Linked DNA regions of Mus musculus: regions 1, 3 and 4 are each linked to region 2. A link is a contact called in public Hi-C, HiChIP or PLAC-seq and promoter capture Hi-C data. All regions are on one chromosome and are shown on one strand. The core of a region is the stretch at or near the end of the contact, and the rest is flanking DNA. Distances in the headings are between cores, read along the strand shown.

Region 1 (3,409 bases), core at 394-2,893, 620 kb after region 2:
GACAAAGTTGCACTGATAAATCCAAGACATTTTCCCTCGTGTTGCTTAAGAAAGTATTTCTTTCATTTGCCCCAAAGTAATCAAACTACGTTGTAGGAGAATGGTTTTATGTAAATAATCTCCATAATGTCATATGAATAGACTAAGGAACAAGAAAACATACTTGTGATATGCCTACAAAGTTCTCAAACCTCTTGGAGCCCTGGCTACTTCTGGAACCATGAATGCTCTATCAGAAGTATCATCCAGAGTACCTGTGATATTTACATAACAGTTATTTCCAAGAGCATGAGTATTGGCCAGCTCTGATGGATCTAAAGCTCTAATGGTTGTTTAGTGCATACACATTGGGTGTATTGGGTTCTATGTTACACAAATCACCAGGCAGATGAAGCCCTTTGAATTCTTACACTTCTCTATGCTTTGTTTTAAAACTGCTACAGCACACATTCTCCCTTTGTAAATTGTGCATTTGAATTATTTACTGATATGTGCTAAATTCCTGTACCAGAAGTCACTTCTCCATCTATATTTTTGGCGGTCTCCATAATTCTTATCCTCACCAATCATCAAAGAAACACAAATTAAATTATCACCATAAGGAAAATGTATTATTGCCATAATCATGTGGAGTGTAATTTAAAAAAAATATTGGGCTTTGGAATGCAACCTAAAGTTTAAAAATTGAGCCAATGAAAAGGGTGCACTGATACTCACTTAAAGGTACGCAACAGATCTACTTTCAAGTGACAAAACTGACCTAGCTGTCATCACTCCTAACAGGGAAGAAGAGATAGATAGAAAAACAGTAAATTGTTAATGGATGTGTATAAAATCAGTAAAAATGCAATTGTCATACATTGTTCTTCAGAAGAAAAGTCTTGTTCAGAAACATGGTAGTATCACAATAAGCCAAAGAAGGTGAGAATGGAATGGATGGATATCATTTCTCTAATATACCCCAGTCCTTTGTTAGACACTGGTCAACTCAAAAATGGCCCAGTTAACTCCTGATGCTATACAGCAAGTACCTCTGACTTTGAGGTGCTCCTAATATTGTGAAGGCTCTTCCCGCTCATCTAAAAATTCCTGAAGGGCAGGGATTTTCAGGAGGCAGCCACAATGTCAGGGCATAAACAGAGGCTTCAGGGTCAGGTAGTATTGGGTTTTTCAATGAAATACTTTGATATAGACAAGTAGCCTTGCTTAAAGATTCTTGAAAGGACTTAGATGAGGTTCCAGCCAGGAAGAGAAATAAACTATTTTACATTACTGTCAGAAGGGGAAGGTGAACTATAAGAAGTCATTGAAGGTGTACATTGCCTATAACATGAAACAAATCAGTTCAGAGATCCCTGTAAGGGGGTGATATTGACATTCTATAATGTTCCTTTCTTAGCTCCTGACAGAAAAGTAGAAAACAAGTCAAGGAAGAGGGGAATATTAATTATTTTAGAAATGTTTGATTGTGAGGGCTCTTCTTTAGTCAACAGATCACTCATTGATGAACTGTTGAAAAGAGGTGGGAATGTGGAAGGCAGGACCTATTTTAAGGAAGTAGGGGTTAGTCCTGGCCACTTCTTTCCTCTTTCTCTGCTGCCTGGACACAATAGAGGCTTTTCCACTTCCATACTCTTGCACCACGTCATTCTGATTCACCCCAGGCCTGGGGAAAATACAGCCAACGGCCACACCTTCATTTCAGAAGCACAAGCCAAAGGAGATCTTTCTTCTTTGAGCTGTTTTTCCCCCCTCAGGTTTTGTCACATTACTGAAAAATGTATTGCTTATTAGTGTGGTAGCTCTTGGAGCTAAGGGTTGCAATGGCTCATGGGGGAGCTTCCAAAGGTGCTGCGTCAGACCCCCACCAGAAATAAAAGATAGCAAGAGCATCCTGGCCAACCTTTGAACCTGCAAGAGGTAAAAGAAGAAGAGGAGAAGGGGATTTGAGCCAGCTCTGAAAGCAGTATGCAAGCAGAGACCTTCCCTTTCATACAAAGATGCAGATCATCTACACAGGATGTCCCAGAAGCAACAGTGACATCAGAAGAGAAGGGAGGGAGGGAGGGAGGGTGGGAGGGAGGGAGGGAGAGAGGGAGGGAGGTAGAGAGGTAAAACAACAAAAGAAAAAACAAACAAACAAAAAAAATAGGGCCCCTCCTCCCCAAGAACATACAACTTCCTCTTCAGTGTCATGAAACCTCACTTAGCCTTAGACGAGACTCCTGCCACCAACCTTGATGCTATTGATCCTCTCACAGATGAGGAAGATGAGGATTTTGAAGAAGAAAGCGATGACTATGCTACTGCGCCTTTTTGTAGAGCTGAAAAAAAAATCAAGAAGTAAAGAGCTGAATAACAGGCCAGGAAAGAAAAGGAACAAATAGCAGAGGACTAGAGAATTTGCACGAAAAACATTCTGAATGAAACCTTCTCCATAATCCCAAAGACCCATCCCAGCCTCAGCGCAACCTCAACATTAAAAGAAGGTAGGAAGATGATGTCATGTTTTGTTTTCTATTTTTTAATTTTTGTTAGTTAGTTTGTTTGTTTTGTGGGGGTTTGTTGTTACTGGATTTTTAAGAGCTGTGCAAAAGGTATAGATAATCAGAAGAAAGACAAAAGATTTGCCTCACCCGGGGATCCATCCCATAATCAGCCTCCAAACGCTGACACCATCACATACACCAGCAAGATTTTGCTGAAAGGACCCTGATATAGCTGTCTCTTCTGAGGCAATGCCACTGCCTGGCAAACACAGAAGTGGATGCTCACAGTCAGCTATTCGGTGGAACACAGGGCCCCCAATGGAGGAGCTAGAGAAAGTACTCAAGGAGCTAAAGGGGTCTGCAACCCTATAGGTGGAAAAACAAATGAACTAACCAGTACCCCCAGAGTTCATGTCTCTAGCTGCATATGTAGCAGAAGATGGCCTAGTCAGCCATCTTTGGAAATAGAAGCCCCCTGGTCTTGCAAACTTTATATGCCCCAGTACAGGGGAACGCCAGGGCCAAGAAGTGGGAGTGGGTGGGAGGGAACTGGGGGGGAGGGTATGGGGGGCTTTTAGGATAGCATTTGAAATGTAAATGAAGAAAATACCTATGAAAATATATTTTTAAAAATATTTTAAATGATACACTGCAGTGTGAATTTCACAAAAAGTTCATGGAGAAATACATTAAATAGTAAAATGTATTTGCTTGTTTAAAGAATAAAATGTTAAGGATGAAAAGGGAAGAGTACTTCTCCATTGAACTTAAAATGTGTGTGCACATGCATGCATGTTTGTGCATATGTATGCATGCATGTATTCTGTGCCTCTTCTTTGCCCTGTATTTTCAATCCAATAATATACCCTTGAAACCTCAGACTGAAAAATTATATGGCTGAGGCATGCCTGCAGTGTCTC
Region 2 (3,498 bases), core at 488-2,987:
TAATTATGCCCGGTCCTTGAGCTAATCTTAAAGTTTTCAGATGAGGGCCTGATGATGTCTGGGAAGGCAGTGAAGTTTGTGGAGAGAATCAGGAATTGGGAGATGTCCCGGTTCAAACTTCAGTATTTTGTTAGCTTTGTTCGTTATTTTTGCTTTGTAGAGGAGTCTGTTTATACTCTGAGTCACTGGGATGGGATTCACAGTCACAGGCAAAGGAGACAGTTTTATTCTCTTCCTAATCCAGACTGGAAAGGACAGAACGCGTGGGGAGGCGGGTGGGAGAGAGAGATGCAGACCTCTTGATAGCCTATGGTTCAAGGACTCACTTTTGGTTCTTTATCTTCCGGGATGGTAAGATGAGCCTCCAGTCAAAACCCTGCGTCTGTTTTCAGAAAGTCCTATCTGACAATTCACACACACACACACACACACACGCACACGCACACGCACACGCACACGCACACACACACATGCACAAAGATGTTATTTTTTGATTCAGTTTATTATAAAAAAAAACTTGATACTTTCTGAAGTGCTTTCTAACATTATCTTTAGATAATATGTGGGTACTTAAGTATTGTATATTAATGATAAATGATGTATAGGTCACCTTTTCAAATTAATTTCAGAACCAATTATCCTCTTGTTTCTCCTCTAGCTCCATACACACACACACACACACACACACACACACACACACACACACATATATATATTTTAAAGTGGTGTGTATTGCATCTGATGACCAACTAAACTCTAAATATTTATTTCCATCTGGTAGAGTTCAACTTCTGCCTCTTGTTTGCTTTCTTCTTCCTGCCTGGACTTCATTGTTTTCTCTCCCTTCTCCTACTTTAAGAGAGTTGGGTTAACCCTATTTTGGGTCTAATAGTTTTAGCAGGCTCATGCTTTCCTTTTTTTCTAGGCTGTTTACAACCGTCTTTGCCAGTAAATATGGGTGTCTATGCTTAACACTCTCGACAAGCTTAAAGTTTTATCTTATGTGTCAACAGCAGCACAACTCTAAAGTTCTGACATCACTTGAACTAGAAAAACGAATTTGTTGTGCCTTTCTAAAATACATATGCAGATTTTTATGAGTTTCAAGGCTCATCTTCTCCCCCCCCCCAGCCCCCCGGGGTTCTGCAAACCCTAGGGGCAATGGCTTGGATTAAGCCGCAGGATAGCTCCAGGGAGCGAGTCCTTCCTTCCATTCCCTAGCGGAGCCTTAGTCTCCGCCACCGCACGCTCCTCCCGCCAGGGCTGCCAGCCAAGCCGGCTGGAACTGGGCTCAGATGTAAACATGGGGTACGCAAAGGACTGGGGCTGCGGAGACCGAACCTCAGTCCTGAGGTTCCAGCCACACCGCAGTAAGTGAGGAACCCGGAGCCCGCTCGGGGACTGGAGGGTCCCCGCTGGCCCGAACCGGGGGCGGAGCTAGCTCGGGGGCGGAGCTTTCACACGCGCCTCCTTGGCTTCTTTCTCCGCCCTCCACCGCTCCGGAGTCTCAGGCTGCCACTCGGGGGGTTTATTTGTTTACAAGCAGATTACGTCAGCTCCTCCCTCTCATCCCGGCCTCTGGGCACGCCCCCTGGCGGCCTTTCTCCCGCCCCCTCCAGCCCCGAATCTGCCTGCGTCACAATGGTGCGATCTCCGGATTGGCTGGCGTCCGCCCTCACGCCCCGGGTACGCCACTTCCTTTCCGCAGCCCTATAAAATGAGCTGCACGGCGGCGGCAGCTCTTCGCCCCTCGGAGCTGGAAATGCAACTCTCGGGATCCTCGGAGGCTACCGAGCTGGAGGCGGAGGCGGCTGGGGAGGTCCGAGCGATGTGACCAGGCCGCCATCGCTCGTCTCTCTCTGTCTCTCCTGCCGCCTCCTGGCTTGAAAATAACTTTTTTACTCTAAAGGAAAGAAAAAAAATCCCCTAGAACCAGTAGCCGTCCGCGCCTCGCGCCCTCGCTTCCTCTCGGCCGTCGGGTCTGGGCGAGAGCCCGGGGTGGCCGCTTCGCCGTCGGGGCCGAGCCCCGGCCGCCCCGGGCCACCCCCGGCCGCCGCCCCCATGCATCCCTTCTACACCCGGGCCGCCACCATGATAGGCGAGATCGCCGCCGCGGTGTCCTTCATCTCCAAGTTCCTCCGCACCAAGGGGCTCACGAGCGAGCGACAGCTGCAGACTTTCAGCCAGAGCCTGCAGGAGCTGCTGGCAGGTGAGCGGGGCGCGGGGACCGTCGCGGGTCGCCACTAACGGGCGCGTCCCGGTCGTGGCTGGGGGAGGGGGGGGGAGCTGGGCGGCGGGGCGCCGCGACACGCACAACAAAGGATCCGAAGCGGGGCGACGCGGAGCTGCGCCCCGACGGCTACCGGCCGGTCGCGGGGGACAAAAGACCCAGGGCCCGGAGTCCCGTCGGTCTCCTCTGCCGGGTCGCCGCGACCGTTGCGAGAGTCTGCGGCTGAGCCCCTGGGTGGCTTGTCGCCTCTGTGTTTCGGAGCCGGCCCGGGACGGACGTGCCAGGTCTCCGCACCTCCTGTGCCTCTTGCCCATTAATCATCGGATTTGTCACCGGTACAATTACAACCCAACCCAGATCTTGGTTTAAGGTTTCTTGGGTTTTCTTCCCTTTGGGGTTAACTGGCCATAGTGGCGTTGTCTTGCCCCCACCCCCCACCAGTTCCATAAAGTCTATTGTATGGGACCCCGTTGGGGTGGAGAAAGTAAACAGGTTCCCGCCCGCTTGCCTGTGCCATCCAGCTAGTTGGCCATCCAGGGCTGCGCGCGGGATTCCTGTTTTGGCGGCTCAACCGGTCAGTACCCGGACAGTGTTTGCCACAGTGTCTTTGCTTTCTCTATTCTGTCTCACGACAGCGAATTCGGTCCCGGACATTTGTGAAAGTTGGTGGTTTTCATTTTCGCTTCGCTAAGAAGCTAGCAGCAGGAGGAGGAAAGTACGCTACGGTACGGCTGCGTTGACTACCGTCCTGAGCATTGTTTCTCTGTTCTTTTCTTCCACAGAACATTACAAACATCACTGGTTCCCAGAAAAGCCGTGCAAGGGATCAGGTTACCGTTGTATTCGCATCAACCATAAGATGGATCCTCTGATTGGACAGGCAGCCCAGCGGATTGGACTGAGCAGTCAGGAGTTGTTCAGGCTTCTCCCAAGTGAACTCACACTCTGGGTTGACCCCTACGAAGTGTCCTACCGGATTGGAGAGGATGGCTCCATCTGCGTGCTGTACGAAGCCTCACCAGCAGGAGGTAGCACTCAAAACAGCACCAACGTGCAAATGGTAGACAGCAGAATCAGCTGTAAGGAGGAACTTCTCTTGGGCAGAACAAGCCCTTCCAAAAACTACAATATGATGACTGTATCAGGTTAAGATATAGTCTATTGGATGGATCATCTTATAATGGATGGATGAATTTGATTTTTTTTGCTTTGGGTGGGCTCCTCTTGGGGATGGATTATGGAATTTAAACCATGTCACAGCTGTGAAG
Region 3 (3,526 bases), core at 957-3,456, 600 kb after region 2:
TAGAAAGAGGAAAAGAAAAGAGCCAAATGAAGTTTCCTATGCTAGGAATTTAAACAACCCTTATTTTAAGGGCTGTCTCCAAACAAAGCCACAAAGTGAGGAATATCCCCAGGTCCCTCTTTCTAAGAGCTTTTTATCTGCAGCTAGATGAGCCATTGTTGTGTGATCAAACAGAGGAAAGAGCAGTGGGGGCAGGGTTAATATTTGCCTTGGCATAACAAGCAAAAGCCAATGTCTTATTAAATGAGAAAAGCCCTGCTAGTCATAATGGAAAAGTTATAACTGCCAGCTAATTTCAGAGTTTTCCATTGATGTAAACTCCATCTAGGACTTCCTTTCTGTTTATTCTCTCATTTATTATATTTCTATATGTACATGTTCATGTGTTTAGTTCACATGAGCATGCACATGGGTAGGTGGGTGTGTCATCATAAGGATGACAGGATTTGACATCAGATACCCCCCTCAATTACTTGCTACCATAGTTTTGATGCAGGGGGTCTCTGTAAACTGGGAACTAACTCACTCTGATGGCCCTGAGCCATCTGGGATCCAGCTGTTCTCGCCTCTGAGCACTAAGCTTTACAGATGTGCGCCACTATACTCCACAGCAGTTTCCATGGGTCCTGACAATTCAAACCCACACCCTTGTTCTTGAGGAGAAAACACTTTGCTCAGTGAACCATCTCCAATCCCCACCTAAGGCTTCTTAAGGAACATTATAAAAATGCCGTAGTTCCCATAAGTATAACAGCAACTTCATTATTCACTAGCCTTGAAATATCAACTTAATGCACAGATAGCAGAGCTAGCATCTGACCTCATTGATTTCAATATGCTCTTGTAACATATAAGAAGCACAAATAAGATTTTGAGTTTTCAAATTCCAGTTAAAAAAATCATTCATATTTGAATCACTCTGTCTTATAGACTGATTCTCAAATACGTAAAATATTTTTCAGCTCTTCGCTACTACATATTTTTCAGCTCTTCGCTACTACTACTACGGTGGGATGTATCAAGAAAACAAACCCAATTGAAAAGCTTATGACACTGAAGCCTTAAAAATATTTATTTAATAAGAGGAGTTCATTCAACTCCCAGTTTTCTTAGCATTGCCTATATCCAGAGAGACAAAAGGAGAGAAAAGAAACCAGATGGGGCCAGGGGAGGCTGGCTTCCTACTCCTGATTGGCAGCTCACTCAGCTCCAAGGCTGGCCTGCTCCCTTTGGAGTCTCATCCAAACCATTTCAATGAATATTTCAGTGAGAAAAAGTGGACCACAGTCATTGGGAGCCATTCAGTTATCAAATAATATTTAAAACTCTGCAACCAAATGTCTGTTAAAACACAAGACGGCAAAAGTATCTAAGCACCTTGGAGACGTCATTATTGATAGACACCCAAACACTTTAGTTTTCAATTATGTAAATCTTTTGGTGCGAGGCCCAGACTTTACATCAAGTAAACATCTAGATCCCCAGAGCAATGCTTGGGCAGCTTAGCTTTCCCACGCCATTACTTTTGAACAGAAGATAATGAAAGCCATTGTTGGCTGAGATGGGTCATGCCTGGTTTTGCTTTGTTCTACTAAAAGGGTACTGAAATGGGACTGGAGGCTTAATTTTATTTATTCATAAAGCTGCCTATGCCAAATTATATTTTAAATATAATTTAAATATTAATGCGAGATATTTTTAAGCGCACACTGCCATTATCTCTTCTAGAACGGACACTGCTGATGAAATAGCCCTAAATTTGTTTGTTGAGTCTTCAGAGAGCTACTTAGCATCGTTCAACCAGTTTTTCTAGTGATCCCCATTAGAGAGATATTTCAAGCTCTGCCAAAGGTACCTCCTCCTCATGCTGTAAGGAGTCCACATTTGGCTTTTATTTTCTGGGACAGCCTTTTGAAAGGGCTTAAGGCATTTGCTTTCATTTTAATTCCTAAAGCCTTTAACATAACATTCTGGAGTGGCAGAAGAAGACTTTCTACTGCAGCAGCAACCTTCCTGGAATCAGCCGGGTACTGCTGCTTGGCACATATTAAAGCAGTAGATTTACACTGAGTGGTTCATGGCTGTGTCACCTATCAATGTGTTTTTGATATAAGAAGAGAAAGCAATTGTTTGAAAATCTGTAAGGACAGATTTTGTTGTGATAAATACAGCTTTGAGCAGTACCTGGAGCGAAGCCAACTGCTTATAGAAAAACAAGCTTATGCCTTCAAAGCTTATTCCAAACAGAGGTAATAGCGTCTTTCCACTCCCTGCCAATCTTCTGCACCATTTCCTATTTTAATTCAGTAGTGTAGAATTTAACTGCATTTAGGTTTTTGAGACTGATTTTTCTGTGTATGTGTGAATGGCTACGTCTACGCATGTGCACTCCGTACACACCTGGAGGCCAGACAAGGACACTGAATTCCATAGAACAAGAGCTACCAACAATTGTCTGTCACCTTATGGGTGCTCAGAACCAAACCTGGGATGGTGAAAGCAGCAAGTGTTGCTACCTGCTAAGTCTTCCCTCCAAACTTTTATCTACATTTCTATTGTAAATACAGAATAAAATTGTGGATGCAAATAAGTACATATACTATTATAATGCATTTTTATTCAGGTCTGTTTGGATTTACAGAGGTAAAATGCAATGAATCTGAGTAGCCACTAATTTAGATATAAATATATTTTGCGTTTCTACATGCGTGAAACAAGAGAAAACATACCATGATTAAGTGAACCTCAATCATTCAAGTATATGAAATTGTTTATTATGCTTCCCCCTGCATGCTTTGCTGAAATACACTACATTCATCATATCAGAATGCAAAATTTGTCTAGAAAAGGTGTAATTTAGCTCAACTTTACCTCATAAATGGGTCCCTATCTGTTATTTGTTCTAAGGCTATACATCAAGATGATTGTAGTATTTATAATGCAAAGTGCGGGCACAGATTATAAACTGCGGGCCCTTCAGACAGAGCAGTAACAAAGAGAGCATGAACAAAGAGAGTTCATACTTTAAATGTGGGCATTACTCACCATGGTGTTAGGGGTCAATCTCAGCCTCTGAGACCTTCAGCTTCCTGATGTTAAAACAACAGCCACAATAAAAACAAAACAAAGCAAAATCAGTAAGGGTTAAAGGCTCTGATGTATGTAGATATTGATCTCAAAACAGACTCTCAGAGGAGATTATTGTAGAGAGAGTCTGACCAGCATATCAGCTCCAAGTGCCTTGAGGATTACAAATACACATGTCAAATTGTTGCGAGATAAAGGAGAAAGTGTAACCAACATAGCTTCTGCAACATCTTTTGCTCCAGAAAACCCCAGGCAGGTGAAACCTTTCAAACACTGTCTCATTGGCAAAGGACTGTCATCTAATGTCATCTAATGTCACATAGATGTGAACATACCCTGAAGGACACAGATTCCTGTCAGATGCCAACTGCCCAAGAAAAAAGTCTTGATGACTCTGATACTGAAACTCTCTCTTAAGAACATGACCCTCCTGTAACAG
Region 4 (3,196 bases), core at 541-3,040, 510 kb before region 2:
AGTATCCTTCTCCTGAATAACTTAGCCTGGAGTTAGGCTTTAATTTAGAGGAAGGTAGATTTTACAGACGCTTTCCACACTGTAGGATATCGAAAGCTTGCTACAGTCAGGTACCTTATGAGTGGGGCTCAGTCACTAGTTCTCAAGTAACTAAAGCATAAATAACAAAGGGAAGGAATTCATATCAGAAAATGAAGTTCCTCTAGCTTGGGTACAGATTCCCTAATAAGTCTAGAGTACTGACATCTCTAAGAGAAAAGAGATTGCTAAGAGGGAGACTGGGCAGAAGAAACTGGAGAGTTTCTGACCACTGAGGAAGTAGGTGTGTGTGTGTGTGTGTGTGTATTTTATGAGGCTGGGTGTATTTGAATGGAAATGGCTGCATAGGCCCATAAGGAGTGGCACTATTAGAAGGTGTGGCCTTATTGGAGTAGGTATAGCCTTGTTGGAGGAAGTATGTCACTAGGTGTGGGCTTTGAGGTTTTAAATGTTAAAGCCAGGCCCAGTGTTACTCTCACTTCCTCTAGCTGCTGATCCACATATAAAACTCTTCTCTTCTTCTCCAGCACTATGTCTCCTGCACACTGCTATGCTTCGTGCCATGGCAATAATGAACTAAACCTCTGAATGATAAGCTAGCCCCAGCTAAATGCTTTCCTTATAAGAGTTGCCATTGTCAGGGTGTCCCTTCACAGCAACAGAAACCCTAAGACACTGGGTCTCAGTATGTAGTCCATTCTAACCCAGAACCTGTCATTATTCTGCCTCAGCATTAAATTTTAATATAAATTATGAATTACAGATATTGTTAATGAAGGGAAAGCAGCACTTGGCACTTTGTGATTGTCTGTTATTGACATTGTTCCAGCTTCATTCTCTCTTCTCTACCGACTCCACACCAGTGGTCCATGTGTCTGTGACCTTTGCTCTGTATTTCCAGCGCCACCCTCTTGAACTTCAGGGCTTTAGCTTGGAAATTTTCATTGGCCTGTCTTTGATTTTCCTAATTCTGTCTTTGACCTCTAGTATACTGTCAGTCTTATCTGATGGGTTTTAAGGTTAAATATCCAATTATTTCTATTGTACGCCTAGAATTTACAAATTTTTATGTAAATTCTAACTCCATGTTAAAACTTTTTCTTTTATTTTTTTCTGATTTTGTGATGTCATGCACATTGTATGTTCTTGCCCTTTCCCGTTTTGGAAGCTTGGTTGGAGGACTATCAACCTCAATCCTGTATGTATCTGCATGTACAGTTCCCTGCCTAAATTCAGTCTATCCCTTTTGTCAGCTATCTGAAAGATAATATGTTTATTACAAAACACGCCCTCTAGTGGCATTTTGAATACGAGACAGGGAGTTTTCATTGTCTTTTCAGACTGCCCTTGTCTCCCACAGTCTCAGAACTCAGAAATGCTTTTTGGGGGAAATGATTTGGGCTTCTGATCTGTCCTGGATAGTTTCATATCAGCCTGACATGAGCTAGAGTCATTTAGGAACTGAGAACCTCAATTGAGAAAGTCCTCCCACCAGGTTGACCCATGGTACATTCTCTTGGTTGGTGATTGATGTGAGAGGGTCCAGCTCGCTGTGCATGGTGTCAACACCTGAGCTGGTAATCCTGGGTGCTCTAAGAAAAGCAGGGCGAGCTAGCACAGGAAGCAAGTCGGTAAGCAATCTTTCCTTCGGATGCTGCTTTTGGTCATGGTATTCTATGATAGCAATAGAAGCCCTAACTAAGACAGGATCTCCTTTAGCTTGCATCTGTCATATCAGCCTACTTTGTCACCAGATACAAAGTACCCTTATCTCCTGTCCCCAGCAGTGTCTCTCTACCTGTCATGCTAGTCCCCAGCTTACATTAGATATAGCCTGTGTCTTCAGAAAAGAAAATAGCAGCAGTTTAGTTTCACATAGGAAAGACTTTCTGCTTGGTTTCCTTTCCTTTGTTGATTTCTGATGTTGCCATTGGACGGCCAGATTACTGTTATATGATAGTGTCCCTGCTTGCCTGGAGAGACTATTGTGGTTCAAGTAACTCGTTGTAGCTTTGCTCTTATGAATATGACTTGTATTGAAATGCTGTGAATTCATACTGTTCTAACATGTTTCCAGTTTGGTAGGTGATCTGAACAAGTGGAGATGCCAGCAACTTTTTTGGTGTTTTTAACTGCCCCTTAGAATCCTGTAAAAGGTATCTTACAAAAGCTGCAGGGGAGCTGGGGAGGGCTCCGGGATTCAGAAACTTCATTGCTCTTGTAGAGAACAGAATTTGGTTCCCAGTGCCCACATCTGTCAGTTTACCAAGGCTTCTAACTCCAGCTCACAGGGATCTGATGCCCTCTGCTGGTGACCAAGGGGACCTGTACCATGTTCACTTACCCACATGTGCTCGCAAACAGACAAACAAACAAATCCAAACCAAAAATAAGCCTTAAACCATCATAAAAGCACTTCATTTAGCATATACTATATTTTAGGCAGTGTCCCTCAGTAAGCCCAAGATGGTAACACTAATATTTTTCTGTATAGATATATTATTAGTTTTAAAAGGTCAAGTACATAGTTCAACTAATCAGTGACAGAGGTGTAGCTTAGTATGTTTATCTGACTTCCATGGCTCTCAGTTATTCTACTGCGAGCATTTGTCAAAAGGAGACTAGGAGTGATCAGTCAGGATGTGTAAAGGCAGTGCCTGCCCCGTGCATAAAAACCCTCTGAGATTTACATGAACATCAATGACTATGTAATGTCGCCCAGTCCCCCATTCAAAGACACACAGCGAGGACCATGTTCATGTTTCCACAGTTGTTAGGGCAGGACCTTTATGGCACTACTTCTTGCAAGCTATTAGACTTCGAAGTGTTGAAGCCCAATGTACAAATATCAAGCTAATTTCCCTTACTGCCTCACTAACAGATCTGTTTTTTGAGTTTTGTTTTTTTAATTTTTGTTGTTATTTTGTTTTGACATGGGGTTTTTCTATGTTGCCCTGGCAGTCCTGGAACTCGCTCTGTAGACCAGGCTATCCCCAAACTCAGAGATTCGCCTGCCTCTGCCTTCTGAGTGCTGGGACTAAAGGTGTGTGCCACCACACCTGGTTTTGTTTTCGAGTTTTACAAGGAAATTTAAAAACAAATTTTAGGCCAGGGACTCCTCAGAGTTAAGCTAACTTTGCTAAACCTTGAATTGTTT

Evidence for each region. Promoter capture Hi-C pulls out the DNA fragments that hold promoters and counts their contacts. HiChIP or PLAC-seq counts read pairs in DNA pulled down with a chosen protein or histone mark. A called contact is a pair of places that touch in the nucleus more often than the background predicts.
Region 1: a contact with region 2 is called in an SMC1A HiChIP or PLAC-seq map of the NIH/3T3 cell line, with 3 times the contacts expected there. The contact joins the enhancer-like site here to the promoter of Btg1 in region 2. A contact is called at or near these places in 8 of 39 promoter capture datasets (the 3T3-L1 cell line, 3T3-L1-derived adipocytes, frontonasal cranial neural crest and 4 more), 1 of 15 datasets of contacts at CTCF or cohesin (the NIH/3T3 cell line) and 16 of 115 datasets of contacts at active chromatin or transcription factors (the NIH/3T3 cell line, astrocytes, bone marrow-derived dendritic cells and 13 more).
Region 3: a Hi-C map of epidermal suprabasal cells shows a contact between it and region 2, with 3 times the contacts expected there. The contact joins the enhancer-like site here to the promoter of Btg1 in region 2. A contact is called at or near these places in 8 of 39 promoter capture datasets (the 3T3-L1 cell line, cranial neural crest, frontonasal cranial neural crest and 4 more), 2 of 15 datasets of contacts at CTCF or cohesin (both in the NIH/3T3 cell line), 3 of 484 Hi-C or Micro-C datasets (embryonic somatosensory cortex, epidermal suprabasal cells and uterus) and 17 of 115 datasets of contacts at active chromatin or transcription factors (the 230-238 cell line, the NIH/3T3 cell line, the SCID.adh cell line and 14 more).
Region 4: a contact with region 2 is called in a promoter capture Hi-C map of pre-B cells, with 4 times the contacts expected there. The contact joins the enhancer-like site here to the promoter of Btg1 in region 2. A contact is called at or near these places in 7 of 39 promoter capture datasets (the C10 cell line, frontonasal cranial neural crest, liver and 2 more), 1 of 15 datasets of contacts at CTCF or cohesin (the NIH/3T3 cell line), 1 of 484 Hi-C or Micro-C datasets (bone marrow-derived macrophages), 10 of 115 datasets of contacts at active chromatin or transcription factors (DN3 thymocytes, the SCID.adh cell line, bone marrow-derived macrophages and 7 more) and 1 of 9 other capture datasets (embryonic stem cells).

The regions. Positions count from the first base shown.
Region 1 is chr10:97,240,023-97,243,431 of GRCm38.p6, forward strand. It overlaps the pseudogene Gm18515. Among named protein-coding and RNA genes, the nearest start is that of Gm34044, 6.0 kb to the left of the region's middle. Within about 2 kb of position 1,644, at least 11 of the 459 cell types and tissues checked have an H3K27ac peak or open chromatin away from gene starts, as enhancers often do. A contact at or near this core is called in the NIH/3T3 cell line, where this site is marked.
Region 2 is chr10:96,615,264-96,618,761 of GRCm38.p6, forward strand. It overlaps Btg1 (BTG anti-proliferation factor 1), which reads left to right and starts at 1,738. Exons shown (of 2, transcript NM_007569.2): 1 at 1,738-2,209; 2 at 3,013-3,498. The coding sequence starts at 2,062. The coding sequence ends at 3,380.
Region 3 is chr10:97,210,100-97,213,625 of GRCm38.p6, forward strand. Gm34044 (a long non-coding RNA gene) reads right to left here. Exons shown (of 4, transcript XR_380716.2): 3 at 3,046-3,089. Among named protein-coding and RNA genes, the nearest start is that of Gm34044, 24 kb to the right of the region's middle. Within about 2 kb of position 2,207, at least 12 of the 459 cell types and tissues checked have an H3K27ac peak or open chromatin away from gene starts, as enhancers often do. A contact at or near this core is called in epidermal suprabasal cells, where this site is marked.
Region 4 is chr10:96,103,016-96,106,211 of GRCm38.p6, forward strand. No RefSeq gene overlaps it. Among named protein-coding and RNA genes, the nearest start is that of Gm40746, 76 kb to the right of the region's middle. Within about 2 kb of position 1,791, at least 2 of the 459 cell types and tissues checked have an H3K27ac peak or open chromatin away from gene starts, as enhancers often do.